Regions from separate parts of the Mus musculus genome. Here region 1 is linked to region 2. The links are chromatin contacts, called in public HiChIP or PLAC-seq maps. All regions are on one chromosome and are shown on one strand. The core of a region is the stretch at or near the end of the contact, and the rest is flanking DNA. Distances in the headings are between cores, read along the strand shown. Region 1 overlaps Ttll7 (tubulin tyrosine ligase-like family, member 7). Region 2 holds the start of Ssx2ip (synovial sarcoma, X 2 interacting protein).

Region 1 (3,912 bases), core at 773-3,272, 540 kb after region 2:
CTCACGGCAGTGACACCGGCTCTACCAACACTCTGGTAAGCTATCAGTGGGTTGTGTCCTTCTGAAGTTGAGGAACACTGTACTCGATGCAGTTGGAGAGGGGATCAGCTGAGAGGATGGGGAGACGGAACCCCCAATCCCTTCTGTAATTCAGTCATGACCCTGGGAAACTGCATTGTTCTCTATCTCCTGATGCAGGAGGGTAACGTTGTTGGTAATCATTTCCTGATGCAGGAGGATAACGTTGTTGGTAATCGTTTTTATAAACACGTTTCTTTTTCTTGCAATATCTCAATCTCCTATAGAAACAAGCACAATTAGTGTATGGAAAATGCCTCTTTTAGACTCCAATAGTTTAAAAACTGGTTTAAAAAATTCTACTCATCGAGCCTAGGCGTGATGCTGTTTAGAATGCTTTCTGCAGATTATATTAACAAGGAATATCTCCTTTTCAGCATAAACTAGAGAAATTTACAATTGAGAAAGTCGGTGGTTTTATTATATTTTGCTGGAGCTAGACCAGAGAGTTATATAAAGTCTCTGTTTCATTAACATTAACAAATTTAAGAACGAGTCTTTCCAGTGGGAGAACTCTGGAGATATAACTGAATTCACTCCCTTCATAATGATGACTGATCTTACTATCCAATCCAAGAATCGGTGGCAAGTGAAACAAATTAGGAAGTCCTTTTGAATTACTCATAGGTAATGTTTATATCCCGAGCAAGATAAAATACAACCAGGAGAAAATACAAAAGACATTCTTACAAATAATAACCATTTTAATGTTAAACATTCGCAAATAAATGTCCACTTAAAAAATTAACAATGTGTCCCTTTTACCTGAAACTATCTTTCACATTATACTGGTACAGTGGAATAAGACCCCCTCCATGTGTCTGTATTCTTTCAAATTTAAGAACGAGTCTTTGCGGCAATTGAAAACCAAAGAGCAGGAAGACGACCTCACCAGTCAGACCTTGTTTGTCCTCAAGGACATGAGAATCCGCTTTCCGGGGAAGTCAGACGCAGAGTCGGAGCTCCTGATAGAAGATGTGAGTATTTGTATAAAATCCAAAGAGCATCTGTCTACTCTTCTGAGAGCATTAAAATGTATTGCCTGGGACCAGGGAGATAGATCTGTTGGTAAAACCCTTCCTGAGCCAGCATGGTCTTAGGCTGGGTCCTCAGAACTTACATAAAGAGCTGGCATGGTGGCCTGCAGCTGTGACCTCAGTACTGGAAAGGCAGAGGAAGGAAGACTCCTGAGAGTTCCCAGAGGTGAGCCGCAGCTCCCAGGGAAACGTCATTCAAGCCTGACCTCTGACCTCCACAGGCATGCATGCACACACATGTGCACACACATAAACACCAGCATATATGTGCATTGTACACATATGTACATGCACACATGCCTCCTATACATCTACACACATACAAAAAATGTATTTTCTGATCAAATTATAATTGATTGAATAGGAAATGTAATTGATATTGCTTTTAGCCCCCAGAAACTTTACAAAGTAAAAGAATTCATTTTAGTTATTAGGAACATTTTATCATATAATAAGGCTTTCAAGTAAGAATAATTAGCATCAAATAATAACTGTTCTTCATGATCAAAGAAATATCAGGGTAAACTCTTCTATTTAAAAACTAAGTTGAAGAGCTTAAGATGAAAAGAGACAGGATGAAAATAGCGCCTTGGTATAAAATGTCAAGATGAATTACAGGTGATGCCTGGAAAATCACGTTTTGAAACAGCCTGGATGAGTTATTTTCACGCCCGCCACCTAGTGGAGCGTTTGGGTGGCAGATGTTCAAACGCTCCGCAGTCAGGACTTGCTCCTCTCTTAAAAAGAAATCCAAGGTCACGGGAATGGTTTGATGGAAGAACATTTCTTCACTCAAGGTTTCTCTTATCCGCCCAACACGCTTTATAAATGCCCACAGTTAGGTCATCCATCGGCCACAGAACGTTTTGAGGGTCGGGTTGGTGGCTTGTGATTTTCTTTTCCCCAGAAGACAAGGCGCCATCTAGTGGTCATATGTAGAATAAGAACCAAAGCTCTCACTGGGTCCTCTTATTGTTCATCCAATGATATGAAACAAGTGCATAGAAATAACGAAACAAGAGAAAGATTTCTTGCTGCAAAAATCTGCAACGGCATCATATTATTGTTATTAGAGAATTATCGTTAAGTATCCAAGTCTTTTGAATTTTGTGCTAAGTTTTGTTTTGTTTTTTGTTTTTTTTTTCAAAAGTGAAAGTTAGATGCTGTTTGTCAGGGAGCTTGTTACAACAAAAGAAAATTGAAAATTTTATAAGGCATTGTGATAGATATGTTTTACATTTTTTTTTATTTAGTGTGTTTATGTGTGTTGGTCCCAGGGATTAGAAGAAGGTTACACTTGGCAGCAAGCATCTTTGGCCAACGAGCTTCATCGCCAGCCTGGAAATGTTTCCACTCACTTTGATAATGTTTATTTCTAAGAAAAGCCAGTAACTTTGAAGCAGGCACATCATTTTTGTCTGTCTTTTATGATCTGATATTTTCTTCTCGAATTTATTTCTTTTATTGAATATTTGCCTCCGTGTGTGTATGTGCACCACATGTGTGCCCGCTGCTCAGAGGTCAAGGACGGCATCACAGCCCCTAGGACAGGAGTCATAGACTATGTGTGGCCAAGTGGGTGCTAGGGATTGTACCCAGGTTCCCTACAAGAGGAACGAGTGCTCTTAGCCACTGAGCGATCACCTTGGTTCCACTGAGGTCTGCTGTTTTTAATTAGAAAACGAGAGAGAGAGACACTAATGTATGTGGCTATTGCGATTCTTCCATAAAGAAGATTGTTAGGCTTATACAATCAATGAAACGTAATTAATAATTAATGTCAGGCATTAGATTCTTTGCTGTATTTCTGCTGTGTTCCAGACTTGAATGCTTGCTACAGTATCCATTACTAGGGTGTATACTGAGGAATTCTGTAGAATTCTGTAGGTAATACAAAACAAAGGGCTAGTAGAACTCTAATTGAATATAGGCTGACTTTGAATGTATTGTTCAATATTCTATCACTATGTGGGTAACACAGCCCTGTGAGTAAAGATAGAAAAATCTGTGTTGGAGTCCTACCTAAAATGTGTGTATCCAAGGATTTCTGGCTTTTACTCTCTGAGTGATATTACTCTTACTGGAGAGAAAGAAATGGGCTCAGGTTTAGAACCTCTGACTTGTCTAAATCTCTGCAGGTATCTTTCTATGAATGGTAGAATTGTTATTATAAGTAGTGCTCTCATAGTGCTGTCACTGCACGGATGAATACAGTCATGGATAACAGGGTCATTCACTATTCTCTGTGAGCATTCTAGCCTAAATTTGTTAACTTCTCTCCCCCAATAGATCATGGATAACTGGAAGCATTATAAAACAAAAGTGGCTTCATATTGGCTCATAAAATTGGACTCTGTAAAACAACGGAAAGTGAGTAGCACATGAAGATCACTTGGCCATTTATATGTTCGTTAAGCTAAAATGTTTATTTAAGTTCAGAACAAGTTTACATATGAACATTTATTTGCTTATTTCTTCAACAAACACTGTGCACCTATTATATGTTAGACAAGGTTTAGGACCGTGTGTCAGCAGATATCTGTGAGTAGTGTGTCAGCAGATATCTGCGAATCAGTGTGTCAGAAGATATTTGTGAGTGGTGTGTCAGCAGATATCTGTGAATCAGTGTGTCAGAAGATATTTGTGAGTAGTGTGTCAGCAGATATCTGTGAATCAGTGTGTCAGTAGATCTGTGAATCAGTGTGTCAGAAGATATTTGTGAGTAGTGTGTCAGCAGATATCTGTGAATCAGTGTGTCAGAAGATATTTGTGAGTGGTGTGTCAGCAGATATCTGTG
Region 2 (3,597 bases), core at 1,074-3,573:
GGAGTGAAGGCTCCTGGTTTTGTTGCCATGGTGAAGTGGTGATACATTTAAATGACTGTTTCAGAGGCCAAGGACCAGCCTCGGAGAGAGGAGAGGCGAGGAGGGAGGAGGCGTGTTTGAGAGCAGCAAAACAAAACAAAACAAAACACAAAAGCAAAAAACAAACAAAACCCAAACCAAAACAAACTAAACCAACCAAGCAAACAACCAAACCAACCAACCAACCCCTGGACGTGAAATGGTGGTGGGCCTTACAAGCTAAGTGCTCATGTTCTGCTCAGGACAGCTTTCCAGAAAGCCCTCTGCACAAGGCAGCTTTCTCTGGCTAGAAAAACAATCCTAAAATCTCTCTGAATAGCTCATCTCTTGTAGACCAAAAGCCCAGTCTTCTATTTGCATATCAATTAAGCCATTTATTCCAGGTTCCCTTTTGATTATCCCAAAAATCAGCATTCCCTGACCCAGCCCCTTCATTTTTAGAGACAGCTAGCACAGTTTTGATTTGTTTTTTTTTTTTTTAACACTGCAAGTGAATTCAGAGATCAGTCTGTCTTTGTAAGCACAGACAATAACTTAGCTGGGTGGGATTCTGTCATGAGATTACCATTCTGACCAAGCCTGGACCTAAATTAGATTTGTCCCAGGTTGACCTTGAACTCAGGGATCTGCCTGCCTTTGTATCTTTCTGACAAACTGGCTTATAGTGCAGCTGCCTCTGTTCTTTTAGGTCTGGGAAGCCCCTCATATAATTCATATCGCATCTTCATGTTTTGCTTGGTTGAGAAATTTAGTCTTGAACTCACATTTTCAGAGTTCTTTCCCACAGCCTTTTAAGGGCAGCCCTGAAGGTCACAGTGTTTACCGTGTTTGCTAAGGACATACTTTTGCCTCCCAGACTTGCGCTGTCTCTGATTATCATTAACCTTAACGGGGAGCATTCCCTGATGGAGGAACATAGAATATGTACATTATTATACAAACAAGCCTTATGCCCACAGCAGCCATTGAACATTCATGGAGGCCCGTGCCCTGCTCTCTCTGTTCCAGGGGTGGGACCATACCATGCTGTCCCTTGCACGGCCAAGCCGGACTCAGCATTTAAAGAATAAATGCCACGTTAAGATGTTTCTTGAGAGAGGAAAAGGAGTGTTTTGGAGAGTGGACAAGGGAACTTTCAGAACACCCCCTCGGATGCAGAGGGAGCAACCTCACCCCACTAATGGTCTAACTTCGAGAGTAAGACAGTCATTGGCAGTAATTTCTCACTGGCACTGTGCTCCAAAGCGCCTTTGTAATGATGTATCCTTGCTACCTGTATTTAGCATCCAATCTCCTTCAAATCCATTGTTCATTTCTGCACTCTGATCTTCTACCTAGCACTGTGGGCATGTGTAGTCCTTGTTCCTCTCTGTCTTGTTCTTCTGTGGCAGTGGTGTATTTCTTGTGTTCCTTTTACGATGTTTTGTTCTCACAGGAGCCACTTAACCCCAAACCTCTTTTTTTTTTTCCTCTTGAGTAAACAGCTTGCTAGAACCCCACCACCCTACCCTTTACTAAGGTTTCTCCATTTTCCTTTCCCAGGGGAACTTTAGGTGAAAATAGTAGGGAGAGGCAAGTGGATTTGGCCAATTGCCACTGTCCTACATTTTCTTGGCACTCATGGAGAGGGCCTAGGGAGTTTTTCATCAAGGTCTAGTTCACAAGTACCTTTTCTTAGTTTCCCTTTCCAGCTGTCTCCTCCCTAGGTCCCTTCCTTTGCCTTAGTTTGTTTTATTCACTACTTGAGCTTCTCTCATAACGCCCAGGCTAGCCTCAAGCTGCCAATGACCTTGTACTTCAATTCTGCCGGATCACAGACCCTCACATGCGTTCTGTGCAGTCCTGAGGAATGAACTCGGGGTTTCACGCGCACTACCCTGGCCCTGGTTTTACACGGATTTCTGTGCATTGGCGCATTGATTCCAGAGGCCACTACCTTCCTTCTCCAGGGCCTGACCTAATTCTGGAATGCCCCGGTGTCTCTCCGTTCTGGGGAGCGCACCTGGTTCTCCAGAGAGCATTGGGGTTCAGGGGTGGCCTCAGAGGCCCGGCTCTAAAGCGGCTAGGACCCTCCTCTTGTCCCCGTGGAGAGCTGGGGGCGGGGAGCAGCGGCCGGGTGACCCCGGGTGTAACAGGTGCGGTAGCCGCAGCTGCGCGGGGGAGAGCGGCTTGGCGTCTGCTGGGGGTTGTCGGAGGCTAGTCCTCGCTGGACCAATGCGGGCCGCGGTTGTTCGTCGCCTGGCAACCGGCGGAGCCAATGGGCGGCGCCAGCGCGGGGCGGGGTGGGATGGGCGCCCGCCGAGGAAAGCGGCGAGAGGCGGGCCGGGCGGACCGGGCGGGCTGGAGGCTGCGCGGAGCCGCTGCGTGCCGCCGCGGGTGCGGGCCCGCGGGCTGCGGGAGGCGTGAGCCGCTCCCGGAGCCGTGACGGTGAGCGGCGGGATTGTGACGCGCAGGCGGGGAGGAGGGCACCGGGCTGGACGTGGACGCAGGCACCGGGGCCGACTCTGGGCGGGCTCGTCGCGGCCGTTGCAGCGGTTGGAGAGCGTTGCTGCCCGCCGCCTGCAGCGGAAAGTGCGAGGTAGGTGCTGGGGGGGCCCCGCGCCCTTTCGGGATGCGGCGCGGGCGCGCGCGGGGTCCCTTTGGCCCGACCGCGCGGGCTTGGCGAGTCCTCCGAGGCTGCCGCAGGACTTAGCGAGTGAGGTCTGCCGCTGCTGCAGGGGTAGGTGGCTCATAGTGGTCCAGCCCCACGTTTAGGGGAAGAACTTACATCATCGCAGGGGCAGGCTTGTTTGAGAAATTATTTGGCCCCGGATTTTCCAGTGGTGTAGAGTGCGTAAATGGTGAGCTCTGTCCGGGTCAGCACATATTTCTCCTGGTGCAGATTGCTGGGTTATGCAAGTCACCTGGGCCCAGGAAATAAAACTTGCCCAATAATTCCCCATCAGCACCAGTAGAGGAATCTTTACATTAATACCCACAGTTCAGGCTCCTTAGTCCTGCGTGTCAGATTCATAACCAGCCACGCCGATGCAGTTGTGAGAGCCGGGAGTTTCTTCTAGAATCCAGGCTGGATGAAAGGTGGAGCCCAAGGATGAGAGCCTTCTGGATTTGATATTTGCTTCAATTCAGTTTAGAGTCCAGGCCTGGAGTTAGCTGAAAATAGTGCTACCATGGAGCCCGCAAGGTTCCGGAGGAAAACCTTTCTAGTCCCAAATTTGATCTTGAACGGAAAGGTCTGTATATGACGTGACACATTTACGAGGCTGGATAAAATTCAAAACCGTCGATCCAGCTAGCAAAACTTAAGCCATCCAATCTCCTTACTCCCCAAGAGCCTGTGGGCCCACGAAGCTTAGAGTGTTCATTCAAACTAAACAAGAAAAGCTGTGCTCCCAGTCGACACTTTGTCCTGCCCGGTGTGCACAGAAGTTCCTCGTACAAAGTGGCTCTCTGAGAGGATTAGGAATGGATAGAATTCAAACCGGGGCGTTTTCTTTGGTAACTGTTGGGGCCCCTACAGCCTGTCATTTTACACCCTTCCTTTCCTTCTTGTTCTCC

Evidence for each region. HiChIP or PLAC-seq counts read pairs in DNA pulled down with a chosen protein or histone mark.
Region 1: a contact with region 2 is called in an H3K4me3 HiChIP or PLAC-seq map of embryonic forebrain, with 4 times the contacts expected there. The contact joins the enhancer-like site here to the promoter of Ssx2ip in region 2. A contact is called at or near these places in 17 of 39 promoter capture datasets (the 3T3-L1 cell line, 3T3-L1-derived adipocytes, the C10 cell line and 11 more) and 2 of 115 datasets of contacts at active chromatin or transcription factors (embryonic forebrain and forebrain).

The regions. Positions count from the first base shown.
Region 1 is chr3:146,944,174-146,948,085 of GRCm38.p6, forward strand. Ttll7 (tubulin tyrosine ligase-like family, member 7) reads left to right here. Exons shown (of 21, transcript NM_001357217.1): 16 at 1-35; 17 at 921-1,055; 18 at 3,405-3,485. Among named protein-coding and RNA genes, the nearest start is that of Ttll7, 94 kb to the left of the region's middle. Within about 2 kb of position 2,023, at least 48 of the 459 cell types and tissues checked have an H3K27ac peak or open chromatin away from gene starts, as enhancers often do. A contact at or near this core is called in embryonic forebrain, where this site is marked.
Region 2 is chr3:146,402,319-146,405,915 of GRCm38.p6, forward strand. It overlaps Ssx2ip (synovial sarcoma, X 2 interacting protein), which reads left to right and starts at 2,324. Exons shown (of 14, transcript NM_001355661.1): 1 at 2,324-2,617.